2 separate regions of the Mus musculus genome follow, and region 1 is linked to region 2. Evidence: chromatin contacts called from public Hi-C data. All regions are on one chromosome and are shown on one strand. Each heading gives the region's core, a stretch centred on a gene start, on an enhancer-like site or on the middle of the called end of the contact. The rest is flanking DNA. Distances are from core to core; before and after follow the strand shown. Region 1 holds the start of Ctns (cystinosis, nephropathic). Region 2 holds the start of Mis12 (MIS12 kinetochore complex component).

Evidence for each region. A called contact is a pair of places that touch in the nucleus more often than the background predicts.
Region 1: a Hi-C map of B cells shows a contact between it and region 2, with 7 read pairs. The contact joins the promoter of Ctns here to the promoter of Mis12 in region 2. A contact is called at or near these places in 3 of 39 promoter capture datasets (embryonic stem cells, hippocampal neurons and liver), 1 of 484 Hi-C or Micro-C datasets (B cells), 2 of 115 datasets of contacts at active chromatin or transcription factors (astrocytes and stem cell-derived neural progenitor cells) and 1 of 9 other capture datasets (adipose tissue).

What each region holds. Positions count from the first base shown.
Region 1 is chr11:73,195,415-73,202,718 of GRCm38.p6, forward strand. Ctns (cystinosis, nephropathic) reads right to left here and starts at 3,605. Exons shown (of 11, transcript NM_031251.4): 1 at 3,504-3,605; 2 at 1,224-1,303. The coding sequence starts at 1,284. Shpk (sedoheptulokinase) reads left to right here and starts at 4,068. Exons shown (of 7, transcript NM_029031.3): 1 at 4,068-4,266. The coding sequence starts at 4,105.
Region 2 is chr11:71,015,018-71,022,128 of GRCm38.p6, forward strand. It overlaps Mis12 (MIS12 kinetochore complex component), which reads left to right and starts at 4,594. Exons shown (of 3, transcript NM_025993.3): 1 at 4,594-5,172. It overlaps Derl2 (Der1-like domain family, member 2), which reads right to left and starts at 4,286. Exons shown (of 7, transcript NM_033562.4): 1 at 4,127-4,286; 2 at 3,295-3,360; 3 at 710-783. The coding sequence starts at 4,219.

The DNA of each region.
Region 1 (7,304 bases), core at 2,355-4,854, 2.2 Mb after region 2:
TGCTCATGCACTCATTTCCCAGAGAGATTGACTCAGTAGAGCCTGGAGGGCTGAGAGTGGCTGGGGCATCCCTCTGGAGAAAGGTAGCATGGCCAGGTCTCACGGTCTGACAGGCCTCATGGTCTGAGGCCTTTTTTTTTTTTTTTCCTTCTTCAAAGATTACTTCTCCAGTAGGTGTGGCTTCAAAAGAACATGACTGACAGTTACCAAACCTGAATGAGCTAGTCAGATGAGCCATTCCATGGCCATCAAGAGGACAGACAACCATAATGGTGGATGTAGCCAGTGTGTGCAGCTTCAGGGAACGTGTGTAGGATTTCTAGGGTATGCCCTAGATTTGCTGGAAATTGTTAATGAGGGGATTTAAGGTACGTTTGCTTTGGAGTAACAACCTATCTGATGATTAAAATGGGTCTGGGCACTGTGAATACTAAACACAGCTATTTACAGAAGGAGAGATGTCTTGGGTATTGCAAGGATGTCTGGGATGACAACAGCATGTGAAGGGATCCGCTGACAAGGCTGTGTAAGCTCCACTAGTGTGCTTTCTGGGTGGCTTGGGATGCTGTAACCAGTTCCAATCTCCTCTAAGGAAAAAGTATTTTCTCTTACAATGTGGGGCCAGGTAGACTTTTCTTGTGTCTGTATCTGTGAGAACTAGGTACAAGGCCTCCCTAGTGTCTCCCAGGGCCCATCACCCTTTCTGCAAGGTCCAGAGGGCAGAAGCACAGGCTATTCTTTACAGATACTATCTCAGCTTGGTGAGACTCGGAGAGCCAGTCATACAGGCTGACTAAGGAACCAACTGTTACCTGTGCTGATACCAAGAGAGCAAGAGGGACCCAAGGTTAAAATGCCAACTATGACTGGGATCATCTGGCTCTTTGTACAATGTCCCTACACCAGAACTGGATCTGGCTACCTCTCTTGAGTGGCAGGCCAACCATCAGTTGCTGGACAGTACCAAACCTTTGGTGACAAAGAGGTTACTCTTTACAAATAATCCTTGAAGTTTGGTTCTTGAAAAAAAAATTATCACACTATATAAATAGTATGAGAAGAAAATTACATCCCTAACAAAATTAAAACCCATCACAATATGCCTAGATATGAAAAGTTGAGACAATATACTATTAATACAATAGAGGCATTAAATAAATTAAAAAAGTTACTCTTTGCACTATTTCATTTTTACAAAGCTGAGAAGGCAGTCTTAAACTTACCATACTTCTCTATGAACATCAAGAGAAAAAGGGTCAAAATAAGCAGCCAATTCCTCCTCATGGTCTCTGACTTCTCAGAACTAGGAGGAAGAAAGAGCAAGAGAGAGGCATGTTAAGGTTAGATTAGCTCAGCTCTTGATGGACAACATGCTCCCTGACCCATGACAGGGAGACAGTTCATAAAGGGTTTCTCCTCCACACCTCTGACCTCACAGGCATCACAACCTCTGAGAAGGAGACCCGGAGAGGACCTATCTATGTTTCATGTAATGGGCAAAGCCACTCGGAGCAGCTGCGTGGGTTGTGTAAAGTCCTACTCCGAGGATGTGAACACAGCCTGCACTTTTCCCTCAGCTGCTTTCTGTAGCCAGTTAACAGGAAAACCAACCAACCAACCAACCAACCAACCAACACTGGCAGTGTTCTCTTAAAACAAAAACAAAAACAAAAACAAAAAACACCTTAGGCTAGAGAGATGTCTCAGAGGTTCAGAGCACTGGCTGTTCTTCCAGAGGTCCTGAGTTCAATTTCCAGCACCTACATGATGGCTCACAACCATCTGTAATGAGATCTGATGTCCTCTTTTGGCCTGCAGGCATACATGTAGGCAGAATGCTATATAATAAACAAACAAATGAATATCACTTCTTGGAAGATATGGACTGCTTCCAAGTGAAACTCAAACACTCTGTCAGCAAAATGTTCCCCAGTGCTAAAGGCTAAGGCATCTCTGAAGGAGAAACCTAGAACCGATGGCGCCTACTATGCTAAAAAGATCAGTTGGTCAAACACACAACTAGGCTTGTAAAAAGTTACAAGACAAAGTTACAAGACTTGCCATGCCCATCTTCTGGTGTGTGTGTGTGTGTGTGTGTTTACCATCTTCTACACCTCAATCAGATGGCACACTTTTAAGAGCCTCTACTATCCCCCACAAGAGATCTCCTGTGGCAGCTTCCCTTAGTCAGGTGTCTGAGGTAGTCCTGCTCTTGGTCCATAACCTGGAGCTTCCTCTGTGGGAAAACTGTTAATTAAGGTGGAGGTCCACCATGACTGCATAGCCCATGGGTTCGGCATAAGTGGAACTTCTCATCCTCTGACCTTGTCTGGGGAATTCGAAGCCCCAACACAGGCCTCTACCTGATGACTGTCACATAGCCTTAGCAAGATTCCTTCCTAAGGATCAATTCCCTTCCTTTTCATAAGAACCTGTTCGGTGAGCACCTGAGATTCCCGAAATGCTTCCCCATGCTAATGGGGCATTTCAGTACCTCAAGCCCTCAGCCAATGACCTTTGACTATCCTGGATGTTCCTACCTTCAGTCCCCCAAACTTTATAAGCTCGTCTTGGAGTGGTCATTCACCATACCCACTCACAGGGCTTCCAAAACCATGCCCACCACTCTTTGTCTCTGCTCCCACTGCCCCCTGTCCCCCGTGGACCTAATTGGCCATAATCCATGAGAGTGGGGAGACCCACATTCCTCAAGGGATAGTACAGATTGGACAAGGAATATGTTCCCTGGAGATGAACTATCTAGGTCCCAGGTTTCCCATTTACTTGTATGATTCTGGAATACTTATTAACCTATGTTTCTTAATGGGGAAACAGGGACAGTGGTAGTTACACCACAGGATTATAGTGAGATGAAATACAAGGCATACATTCTCAAAGGGGCTAAAATAGGCTCTGGAGGTCTGAAAAAATAGCTGTAATAATTGCTTATCTCTCTCCCAAACGTCATAATAAAAAAAAATAGAGCTTACCAGCTGTATTAAAAGTTTGAGGTGGATTGGTAAGATAACAAAAAGTTGAGAAACAATGAGGTAATGTTATTACTATTACCACCCAGGGCTCCCAGCAAGCTCTCACAGAGCATAGATTGTTATTTTCCTCAATATTATTGAAAAAGGCAAGATCCAGGTACCCTCTCATTCTCTGGGAGAATCAACACGAGCTCCTGGAATGGTCCTAGCAGAATTTACCCCCAACCCCAAGTTACCTACCTGCACATTCCTAAGCCAGATTCAGGCGGCGCCACATACTGAATAGTGCCACCAACACCAGCTGTCAGTCGGTGTCCGTGCTTTTGCTCACCAACACCCTGGCCCTAAAACCTAGAGATGTGCGGGCCTGGGTTGGGGCCAGAAGCTAGAAACCCAGGCGCTGCCCCTCTGGTAGCGTAGGTTGCCCCTCTGAGGTGCGGGGCTAATGTCTGTTGGGGTGGGTGGTGTCATACCAGAAAAGGGGGTAGCTGTCCCGGTCGCGATGGTTCTCACCTGACAGCTTCCCAGGCTTGGTGGACAGACCTCACCAAAAGCAACAATCTCGCACCAGAAACCGCTTAGGAGTGTAAGGACTCTCTGAGCTCCGCCGACTTTGTGTGAAAGAGGGGCCAGCTGTCACCTGACCTGAACCACCTGACTTGAAGCCGCGAGCCCTGTGCAAGGAGCTCTGGAAGTTGTAGTTTTCACGAATACAGGAGGATAACGCTTGGTAGGGGTGAGGGAAGGGTGGAAGGGCGGAAGAGCATAGGCACCTTGGCAGGGACAGGGGCTCGGATGTGAGGGGCGATCTAGTCTCTTGTAGGGGAAGCAGGGTTCTCGAAGTCTCTGTTGTCTCCTTGAAGCCCTGTGCTCCCTGGTGAAGACCCTGGGACCCCAGGCACTGTCCCGGAACCTCTGACCAATAGATCCCGCCTTCTGTCGTCTCTCCACCTATCACCGGAGGCCGCTGTGGGGAGCGCGTGGTGTTTGCTTTCCTCGACCAATAGAAGTGGTTAAAAGATTGACAAGGAAGCTCCGCCCCCTTACTGCCCTCCAGAGTGAAGTGTTCCCCGGCGTGCGGTTCAAGCCACCGAGCTGTGCTGTCACCACTGCCATGGCTTCGCGACCTGTCACTCTCGGTATCGACTTGGGCACCACGTCCGTGAAGGCCGCCCTATTGGAGGCTGCACCCAGCCTCCCATCCGGGTTCGTGGTGCTGGCGAGCTGCGCCCGGGCTGCGAGGGCAGAGACTGAGAGCGCGGTGGCCGGGCCCCAGGTGAGGCAGAGCCCTGGAGCTGCCGCCCCGGGACGACCCTGGGGGCATCTCGGGCAACACCTTCCCGCGAAGAAGTACCCGTGATTGCCCAGTCTGTCGGACCTCCAAGGCCTGCTGCCCTTTCCTCTAGGGCTTCAAAGCCTGCTGCAGCTCAAGCTAAGCCGTTAGATTTTGCCCAGGGAGCTTTCCCACCTGCTGGCACCGATCTTCCCGCTCTCCGGCTTTTCTGGGGCCCCTGACCATGGCGCTGGATCCCTCTACTATCCGCCCATCACTTTTTGTACTTTGCGCCGAGAGGACTTGCTTTCAAAGTGATAACCACAGGCCTGACTATCACGCTCGCCACTCATGACCCTGTGCCCTCTAGTTCAGGCATCATTTCCGACCCCACCCCCTAGGCAGGTTGTGCTCTGGAAATGAGACGTAGCGTTAGGCTTACCTCATGCCTTTGAAGTTCAAGTAAACTGATAATTTCACTTGGTTACTCAAAGAATTCCAGCCCCTGCTGAGCATCTCTGGAGGAAAGTTGTCAGAGCAGGTGGGGAGACACTGAGATAAGCTGATGAACATTTTAGAAAAGAATCAGACTGATGATTATACGCTGCAACCACTGGCTTTTGAAAACTAGAAGATAGAAAAGTACATCTCCAGGGGTCCACAGGATGGCTCAGCAGTAATAGCAATTGCTGAGTGAGCCTGGTCACCTGAATTCTACCTTCAGAACCTACCATGGAAGGAAAGAACTGACTTTTGAAAAGCTGCCCCCTGACTGCCACATGTGCCCCATGACGGGCACACATGTTTGTGTGCACACACACATACATGTATACACATATATACACACACTATATAAATATATACACATACATATTCACACATATATACACACACATATATACTATGTATGTTCACACACATACAGTATATATACACACACACATACATTCATATATATACATATACATACACACACACACACACACACATATATATATATACACACACACACACACTACACACACACACACACACACATATATATATATATATATATATACACACACACACACACACTACACACACACACACACACACACACACACACACACAAACATACCTTTAAAACAAATGCAATGAATTAAAGACAGTGGACTCTGTTGGAAGATGATGTAAGTAGGATCAGAATGGCCTCAGATTCCATTCCTATTTGTTTCCTGAAAGGGTCAGTTTATAGTCAGTGAATTCACAGATATGAATGTCAAGGTGAGAGTGTAACCTCTCACTTTTTTCTTGGCCTCAACTTGTTCTCTGATCTGAACTAGGTGGCCACTAAGGCTTCCTCCAGCCAGAAACTTGGACTGAGTGCAGTACCTCACATTTGAGCTTCATGTCTCAAATGCTCTTGCCAAGGGTCTGTATTCGGTTCTTTGGGGGTTCAGAGTCCAATTTGTGGGATCACTTCTAATTTTCCCAGAGGCCTTCACATTTAATTTGGTTGGGGCCTCAGGGCATCTTAGAATGACTATTTGACTTCATGAATTACGACATGGAGAAGTTGGCTCTGATCCTGGGGAAGTGAGGAGCTGGGCCAAGGATTATAGTACAGTGGGTTCAGGCATTGCCCTTTTCTTGTGAAATTGATCTCTCTCCACCCCCACCCCCTGCCTCTCTCTGTTAGGAGATAGGGTCTTGCTGGCCTCAAACTTGGATCTTCCTCACTTAGCTGAGATTACATTTGTGTTCCACCCCATGCAGCCAGAATACAAGGTTTTGGAGGGAGACAGACTCTCTTGGTTGCTCGTCTCTGGCTCAGGCTCCTCAGCTGTAGGGTGCAGGGGTGGGTGGCTTTGAGTGAATTGCTGAGCACTCTTTTCAAGTCTGAAGTTCTAAGGGCTTGATCTGGGTATGGACCTACTGATGTTTTCAACTAAGAAAGAGCAGCAACAATGGTTTTCCTGTTACAGTATGGGTGTGCCCATTGTCCCAGGGCTGTCCCTGCTCCAGCTCAACCCTAAAATGAACTGCTGAACACAACCTCCTTGTCCTGACTTCCAGCTGGCTCATTTTCCTCCTCCGTGCTCTCCACCCTCACAACTCACTCACCCTGGACTCGTTTTAAACAGAGGCCCCTCTGTCCTGAGATGATGCGCCATCTGATGGCTGTTTGGGGACTTTTAAACTACCACTGTCCAACAGAAATGCAAATCACACATGTGAGCCACACATGTAATTTTCAGCTTTCGAGTAGCTATTTTAAAAGAAGTAAAAAGAATGGGCAAAATTAATTTAATTTAAAAGTTATTTATTTATTTATTTATTTATTTATTTAGAGACAGAGACCCACTACGTAGAACTGGCTGGCTAAGAACTTGCTATGTAACAGAGCTCTACCTGCCTCTGCCTTCTGAGTGCTGGGATAAAATTAATTTTCATTATGTACTTTTATTTAATGTATACAAAATATCTTTTTAACATTCAACAGTAGAGATGTGCTAATGAGATATTATGCATTATTCATATTAACTCTGAACTAGCTAGTGTGTGTGCACTTAGGTGCTCATGTGTATGTGTATGCATGCAGAGGCCAGAGGCCAACCTTGCACTGCATTCAGGTTTTATCCATGACTGCCTCACCTCTTTTAAAGTATCTCTTGTTGGCCTGGAGCTTGACAAATAGGTTGGTTGTTGCTCCAGAGCCCCAGGGATCTGCCTGTTTCTGCCTCCCCAGTGCTAGCTAGCGTTACAAGCACACAGCGCAGCACCAGACTTCTTAAAACGTGGGTTCCAGGGATCAGACTCAGGTCCTTATGCTTGTAAGGCAAGCACGTGACCTCCATCCCCTCCGCCCTCAGATGTAACTTACATATATGAAACATTTCAGCGCAGACTAGACATGTATGGTTAATGGCTGCCACACTGGACCATGTCCTGAGCAAATGTCCCTTCTACTTACTTCTTTTCCCTTCCCCTCCAGGTCTTTCTTCCTCTATGGAGATCACACACAGGTGTGGACCTCCTCTGTGCCTCTCACTGCTGTG
Region 2 (7,111 bases), core at 3,344-5,843:
GAAAACCACCTTTCCAGGCCAGGCAGGCTAAGCATCTCCATTTCCTAGTAAATAAAAACTATAATGGGAAGCCTCACATTAGAAACTTATCAGAATGATATTCTTTGCAGGAAACACAAGAAACCATTTTAGGACCTAAGTCCCACCATCCCTAACGGCTCTCTGCCTCCCACAGCCGAGCAGGAGTACCAGGTCTAAGAGGAATGACTAGCTCAGCACACCCAACTGCCATTTCACTCTTCAACTACCACGGCTTTTCCTATCTTTAACCAAACCTAAACGTGTCAAGCCAGCAGATATTCTGACACTGTCCTTTTAGCCTTGCAATCAAAACCCCCACTCTCAGAAAGCCATTCTGAAACCTGGGGAAAGTCTGCTGAGTTACCGATCTTTCACGCTGCTTCACTACTGTGCCAGCTGGTGCTGATGTTATTTTACAAATATGCCTATAATAAATCACAACTTAAGGACACTAATATCTTTTCACAGCTGGAACCTCCTGTATAAACAAGGAGTTACAAACAGTTTCAAAACATTATGATGTGATTACAAACTACAGGCCCAGGAGCCATAACTAAAATGTTATAAAAATAAACAAGAGTAATAGTTTCAACTTATAGTATATACTAAGTCTTATATGTATTAATATAATTATATACATACTATATAACCTAAAGTTTTGATGTTGACTCTATTTAATAAAGGATACAGAAAAATCATGTTAAACAAAAAATTGAATCCAACTGGACCAAAAAATAAGAAATTGGTGATTAGCCTCCAGATCTGCAGGGGGAGTCGGGTGGAGGGAATCAAGAGAAAGACACATTAAGTAAAACACATGACCAGGAAACATTTCTATCTAAGATAAAAACAACATCCTTTGACTCTGACGCTCCAAAGTCCTAGGTGGGCACATTCAAATGGGACACCCAGTCTGATGATTCTGGATTTGTTCTGTGCTGCGTGTGTGTGTGTGTGTGTGTGTGTGTGTGTGTGTGCGTGTGCGCGCGCGCGCAAGATACTAATTTGACTGTGAAATTAATATGGACAATAGGACAAAAAGACCTCAAAATCATGATTATCTTCTATTTAACAACACAAAAATCCACACTATGCTACTGAGTAAAAGGTAGGTTAGTGTGCAGAACAGAGTGCTAAATGAGGAGTTTATAGGTACTAAAAATTTCAGGGATTCAGTATGTAAAGCTGCCAAGAAATGTTTTTGTATTAGCCACAACATACTGGTAGAAAGATTCTAGGATAAATAGCCAGGTTCTGGTTTCAAGTCAACTTCCGTACAAGACAGAATTACTGCTCTAAGAGACAAGGAAAGATGCAGGGGCAATCTCACCTACTCAACATACAACTACTCACAAAGCTTTACAAAATTTACTATCATATGTGAGATAAGCAAGCAAGGTGGGGTGACCATCCTCACTTCACATAGAAGGAATTTTAAAACTTATAGCTTGCCCAAGGACATGCAGATAGGTGAAGACTCCTAGTTCCAAACTTAATGCAAGAATTTGACCTTAGCTAGGGATGGCTGCTTATGTCTATAATCCTTGCACTAAGGAGTCCAGGCAGGAAGAACACAGGAGAGCCATTAAGCTCAAGAGTTGCCAGGCTACATAAGAGACTCTGTTTTTTAAAAAAAAAAGCACAATGATGCACACCAAGAGGCTGAGGCAGGAGGACACCATGAGGGTCATGCCAGCCATAGCTACAAGATAAACGATCTAGAAAAATAGACAAAAACAAAACAAAGAACCTGACCCTAGGCAGTTAAGCCAAACAAAGCAGAAGGAAGCAGTCCTAGCAAAGGCCACAAGCATCCTGATGTGACAATGTCAAGGTATCAGAGGACCGACTGCTTTATACACCCTGAAACCCTCATCACTGGTAATTTACTTGTGATAATTCATACTGACAGATCTAGTCATTCAAGACAAACTCAGGGCATGTCTGTGGGGGAGTTTCTAGACTCAGTCACTCAAGGTGGAAAGGACAACACCGATGAGCACCATTCCATGGGCTGGGGTCCTAGGACAACTAAACAGAAGGAAGTGAATTGAGCACCTCTACTTAGAGCTTTGGCTGCAATGGGACCAACTGCCTGCAGCTCTGGATGCCACAATTTCTCAACCACAGTGGACTTTACCAACAAACTGTTAAGCCAAAATAAACCCTTTTTTTTTCTTAAGTTTGCTTTGTCAGATATTGTCACAGCAGTGTGAAAAGGAGCCAGCATTCTATTCACATGCAAACAATCCAGAGTTTATAGAATTCTCATCCTAGTGAGGACACTGACAGGTGAGAGAGGCTCTAACAGATAAAGTATCTGAGGTTACACAAAAGCTGAATCTTGAAAGGCAAGCTAGAGTTCAACGGTACAAGGGGAGTGTAACACATCTGGGACAGGGGAAAGCATCAACAAAGCAGAATTACAGCCACTTCACCTAGAGTGTAAATGACCATCCTGGCACGAAAACACACATCTCTTTAGCATTTTAATTACTGGAAAAAAGACTTCTTCAAACTATAATCTGGAAAGTCACATTCTCTTTTAGATAATGGTATAAGACTTTTGTTAGGATAATCTGACTTCTAGAAGACAGATCAATGTTAAAGTTGTACCAGAACTGAGTTTATGAGCTGGCCCAAGAGGACTAACAACAGTGGTAGGTAGGTGTGTCTGGGTGGAAAAAACACAAAATAAGGCTGGCTATCCTGTGAAACTCCCTGGGCAGCCAGCTCATCAGTCTATTCTCAGATCACATTATTATTACTGTTGTTGTCGTTGTTGGTTGTTGTTCCTGTTGTTTGTGTGTTGAGACAATTCCTTGGTATGTAGTTCAAGGTGGGCTCAGGTTCCTGACTGCTGGGACTATGGCCACATTAGTTCTTAACTAGTTGTAGTCAAATATAAAATCTCAACACATCAAAGACACACTAAAAATTATGTTCTTAAGACAGTCTCTCTCTCTCTCTAGCTCAAGCTTATCCAGCACCTGCCATCCTCCTGCTTGCTCTGTCTGCACCTGGCTCCCCCCTGGCAACTCTAGTTTGGTATATAAGGAGTTCCCAAATACTTAGCAGCTCTCAAACCATTCTAGAGTCCAACCAGGCTGTGGAATGCCCTCTTTACATCTCAAAAAGACCTGTAATCAGAGATTCCCCTACTGGGTTATTTTTTTTGAGACTCTATTTCACAGGATTTACTACTTACTAAACGATACGAAAAAAAAAAAGATAATGAAAACATTAATCACAGTTGCTATATAGACCACTTACTTGAAAATGTTTAAAAATTAATTCAGGATTGAAGTATAACTGAAAAGGTGTGATCAATTCCAACTGCTGAAATGGAAAAAGAGCTTCTTGAAGCCGATCAACCGCAAAACAAAATTTCATCATGAACCACGAAGGATGAGTAGATCTAATCATTTCTGTCCCTTGGAATACATTTCTGTCTTGCTTGTGACAGCTGGTAAGAGATTCTTTAGAATTTGCACAACCGTTTTGTATAAACACACAATGTCAGTTTGATGTTGCAATATTTGAGGATGCTATAAGGCAGGCGGGTGAGCATATTTTAGAGACAAGCCAACAGCATCTTTTACAAATCTGTGCGTCACGTGGTCACCACCTCAGCTAGGTGAGACAACTCGGAATAAGGGGTTTAACTAAGACCCTGCTACCATTAGGGATAGGTACAAGCGGCCAGACACTTATATCCATAGGCCGTCTTTTGAAAGATGTTTCCAGATAGCTCGAGATTTCTATACTCAATATAATAGTCTGTGAACCTAGCGGACCTCACTCCCACTAGTCACCTGGACCTCTCAGACACATTTTTGGGTGGGCGGCTCCCGCACTTCTGATTCACTACAGGTCTGGATTTCATTTGTCTGAAACTGACCTGGCCCTTCACGAAGGGGCACACCCTTCTCAGGTCACTGGCTTGGCACCCTTGGGAATATCCCAAACCCTAGAGTCAGCTCCGGATGTCTCCACCCACCCCTGGGACCAGACCCACTGGGCTTCTCCGCGGCCCAAACCCGTTTTCTGAAGACGCAGTCATAGCTAGCCTGGAAAAAGAGGATGTGGCGCCACAGCTGCTCACCACGGCCGCGGTGGTGAGGACGCAGGCGGTAGTATAGGCGCGGCTGACCGGCGGGATCTGCAGGTACTCCAGCCGGAGGCTCTGGTACGCCATCTTTCCCACCGCGCCTGCCCCCCTTCCCCTTCCGCCAGTATGCCAGGCGGCGGGGCGGACTCAAAGCTGGCCTTCAGCCTACCCACTCCTGTCCAATCAGCGCTGCGTACTCGGACAGCCACCAATCGCTGGCGCCTTGGGGCCGCTCACCCACCAATCAAGAGTTGCGCCTCTGCGTCGGTCCATCCTTACTTCTCCGCCTACCAACGCAGAGAGAAGGACCAGTTCCGTCCGCCAATCCCTGCCGGCCACAGCTAGCTTTCCCTCCTTGTCGCCTTCCTTTTACCAATCGCAGTGGCTCCTTTTGACCCACGGCTAGCCAATCAGGAGTGCGATCCAGCCCGCCTTGGCGTTCGTTCGCAGAGGCAGGTCTCAGTCGATTCGGAGGAGCCGGTGTTACCGCCTTCTTCCAGCCGCTGAGTGTAGCTTGAAGGAAGTGGCGGGAAGCCGGTGTGGGGCGGAATCCATCACTCCCGGGATCGCTTCGGTAGGGGCTGTGTGCTCTCCGAGGAGGAGCGGAAAGGGCGGGACCGAGGAGTGGCGTCGGGGCGGCGGAGCGTTCTGTAGGGAATCCCTCCGGTCTGGCCGGCCTGGGTACGGAGACCTAGAGTTCCCGGCATGCATCGCGGCCGCGGGGTAGTACGGGAGCTGGAGCTGAAGGAAGCGCTTCCCGTTCTGCGGTTTCTGGGCCTTGTCTGTGGCGGTCGTAGGCTCTGAAGTCCATTACATTCGTCGAGACGGTGTGAGGACCTCTCATGTTTATCTTCAGCCGCAGGAACTCTAATCTAGCAGAGAAGAGACGGTAGATGAAGGGAAAGCGGAGGCGGTTCTTCAGGGATGTGTATTCGAACTGGCTCTGGAATCTGCGCCTACTGCATGCTTACTTGAAGGAAAGAAAATAGAATTAGATTGGGCTGGAGCAAAGACTATCCTGACCGTGGCAGACGTGTTCAGTAAGTTATAAAGAAGCTTTAAAAATTGTGGGACAAAAAAATGCGACCGTCAAGACTGGTAGGAACCAAGTAAAAAGTTGGAGAGAATGGCATTTAGAAGGAAGACTAGAAAGCTGAAAGTAGTTGAACCGACCTGTGGCTCCTAGCCACTCTGAAGGCTGAAGCCAGAGGATTTGTTCCATCCTGAAGTTCTAGGCCAGTGTGGACAACGTAGAATGGGAGCAAACACTGGGGAGTGGTCTTAGCAACTTGTTGGTAAAACTGCATCTTTATAGCTACTGCCTCATTATAGCATTGGCAGTGTCCAACAGAGAAAAGGCAACATTGGAACTTTTCTCAAAACTGGAAGTTTGGATGTAGGTATTTGGTTATGTAATCATGGCGCATCAATCCAGGAATGGTGAAAACTTGGAGGCAAAGTTAGAGTGCAAACTTAAGAGAATTATAGGGTGCAAGTGGTCAGTTGATTGGGTAATTTGTAACAGATGACCAATCTATTCAGATAATGAAAATACAGTCTTTAGGAAAGTCATCTCAATAGAAACAACATATGTGAAGGTGGAAGGTGGAGGTAGTTTCAGTGTCCAAACAGTATGCGAAGCCATATGGTCTTAGTCTTCAAAATACAGTGTGGGTCTGGGAATCTCGTGCTAGAGTGCGTACTGGTATGTACAAAGGCCCTGGGAATACTCTTAGCTCTATAGGGAAGAAAAACAAGTTTATGACTACCAAATTCACAAAAGTTAGAGTATTGGTAGATACAAGAAGTTCTGGTCTACTCCAAGTGAGTGTAAAACAGCTTAGATATTCTGAGAATGTTTTGGCAATCTTTAGTGACATTATACATGCAAATAAAGTAACAAGTCCCCCAGAAGTTAGTATAGAAAAATCTCCATCATCCATCTGTTATGATTAGAAGATCAATTAATACCTCCAAGGCTCCTAGCAGTTAAAGTGAAAATGAAGACCTGTTTTGAGACCCTAGTTTGAAATATAAAGGATGTTTTTCTTGCATAGTTCTACATATGCAAAACCAGTTTTCTAACCCATCAGTTAGGAGCAAAAAAAATATCCTTATAAACTCAAACTTGTAACGTTGATTATACAAGAACAGATGATGCTAAGGTTGCGTCCTTTGGTGGGATAACTAAATAACCACATCGCCCTACTTAGATGACTTTGTCATTGTGTTAGAGTAGTGAGGAATGAATTAGTCTCATAACCAAGGTGAGTGAAGACATGGACACAGAATACACGTTCCACTTAAATTTTGTAGTCTTGAGTAGCTGTTCTCTTATAACACAGTGTCTAAAAGGTGGTTCTTGTGTGTAGGTGGTCATGGCTCAACAGTAAAAAGCCCAGACTGCTTCTCCAGAAGACCTGAGTTTGCATTACAGCGCATGTTCAGTATAACCCTGGCTCCAGCCTGTCTGACACCCACTTCTGGCCTCCAGGGGCACATACATGCATGTGGCATGTGCATATAAAGGCATATACACATAAACAATAAAATCAACTCTTTCAAAAATTATTGTATAGCCGGGTGTGGTGGTGCACGCCTTTAATCCCAGCACTTGGGAGGCAGAGGCAGGCAGATTTCTGAGTTGGAGGCCAGCCTGGTCTACAAAGTGAGTTCCAGGACAGCCCGGGCTATACAGAGAAACCCTGTCTCGAAAAACAAACAAACCAAAAAATTATTGTATAAAACTGAAAGACTTGAATATTTTCAGATGACCTACTGACTGAATAGAGAGGAGTAAACAAAAGACAAAATTAAATGGATGAGGTCTGATAAAGGAACTGCCAAATAAGAATTTTAAAAGTTTATTCCAATTATAATGCAGACTCTTCTGACTTTAAGGTCATATCATATGACATGTTTCTGACTTTGTTCCCAACAAAGTCTCTTAAATGTATCCCTGATTTATAGATCTGTGCA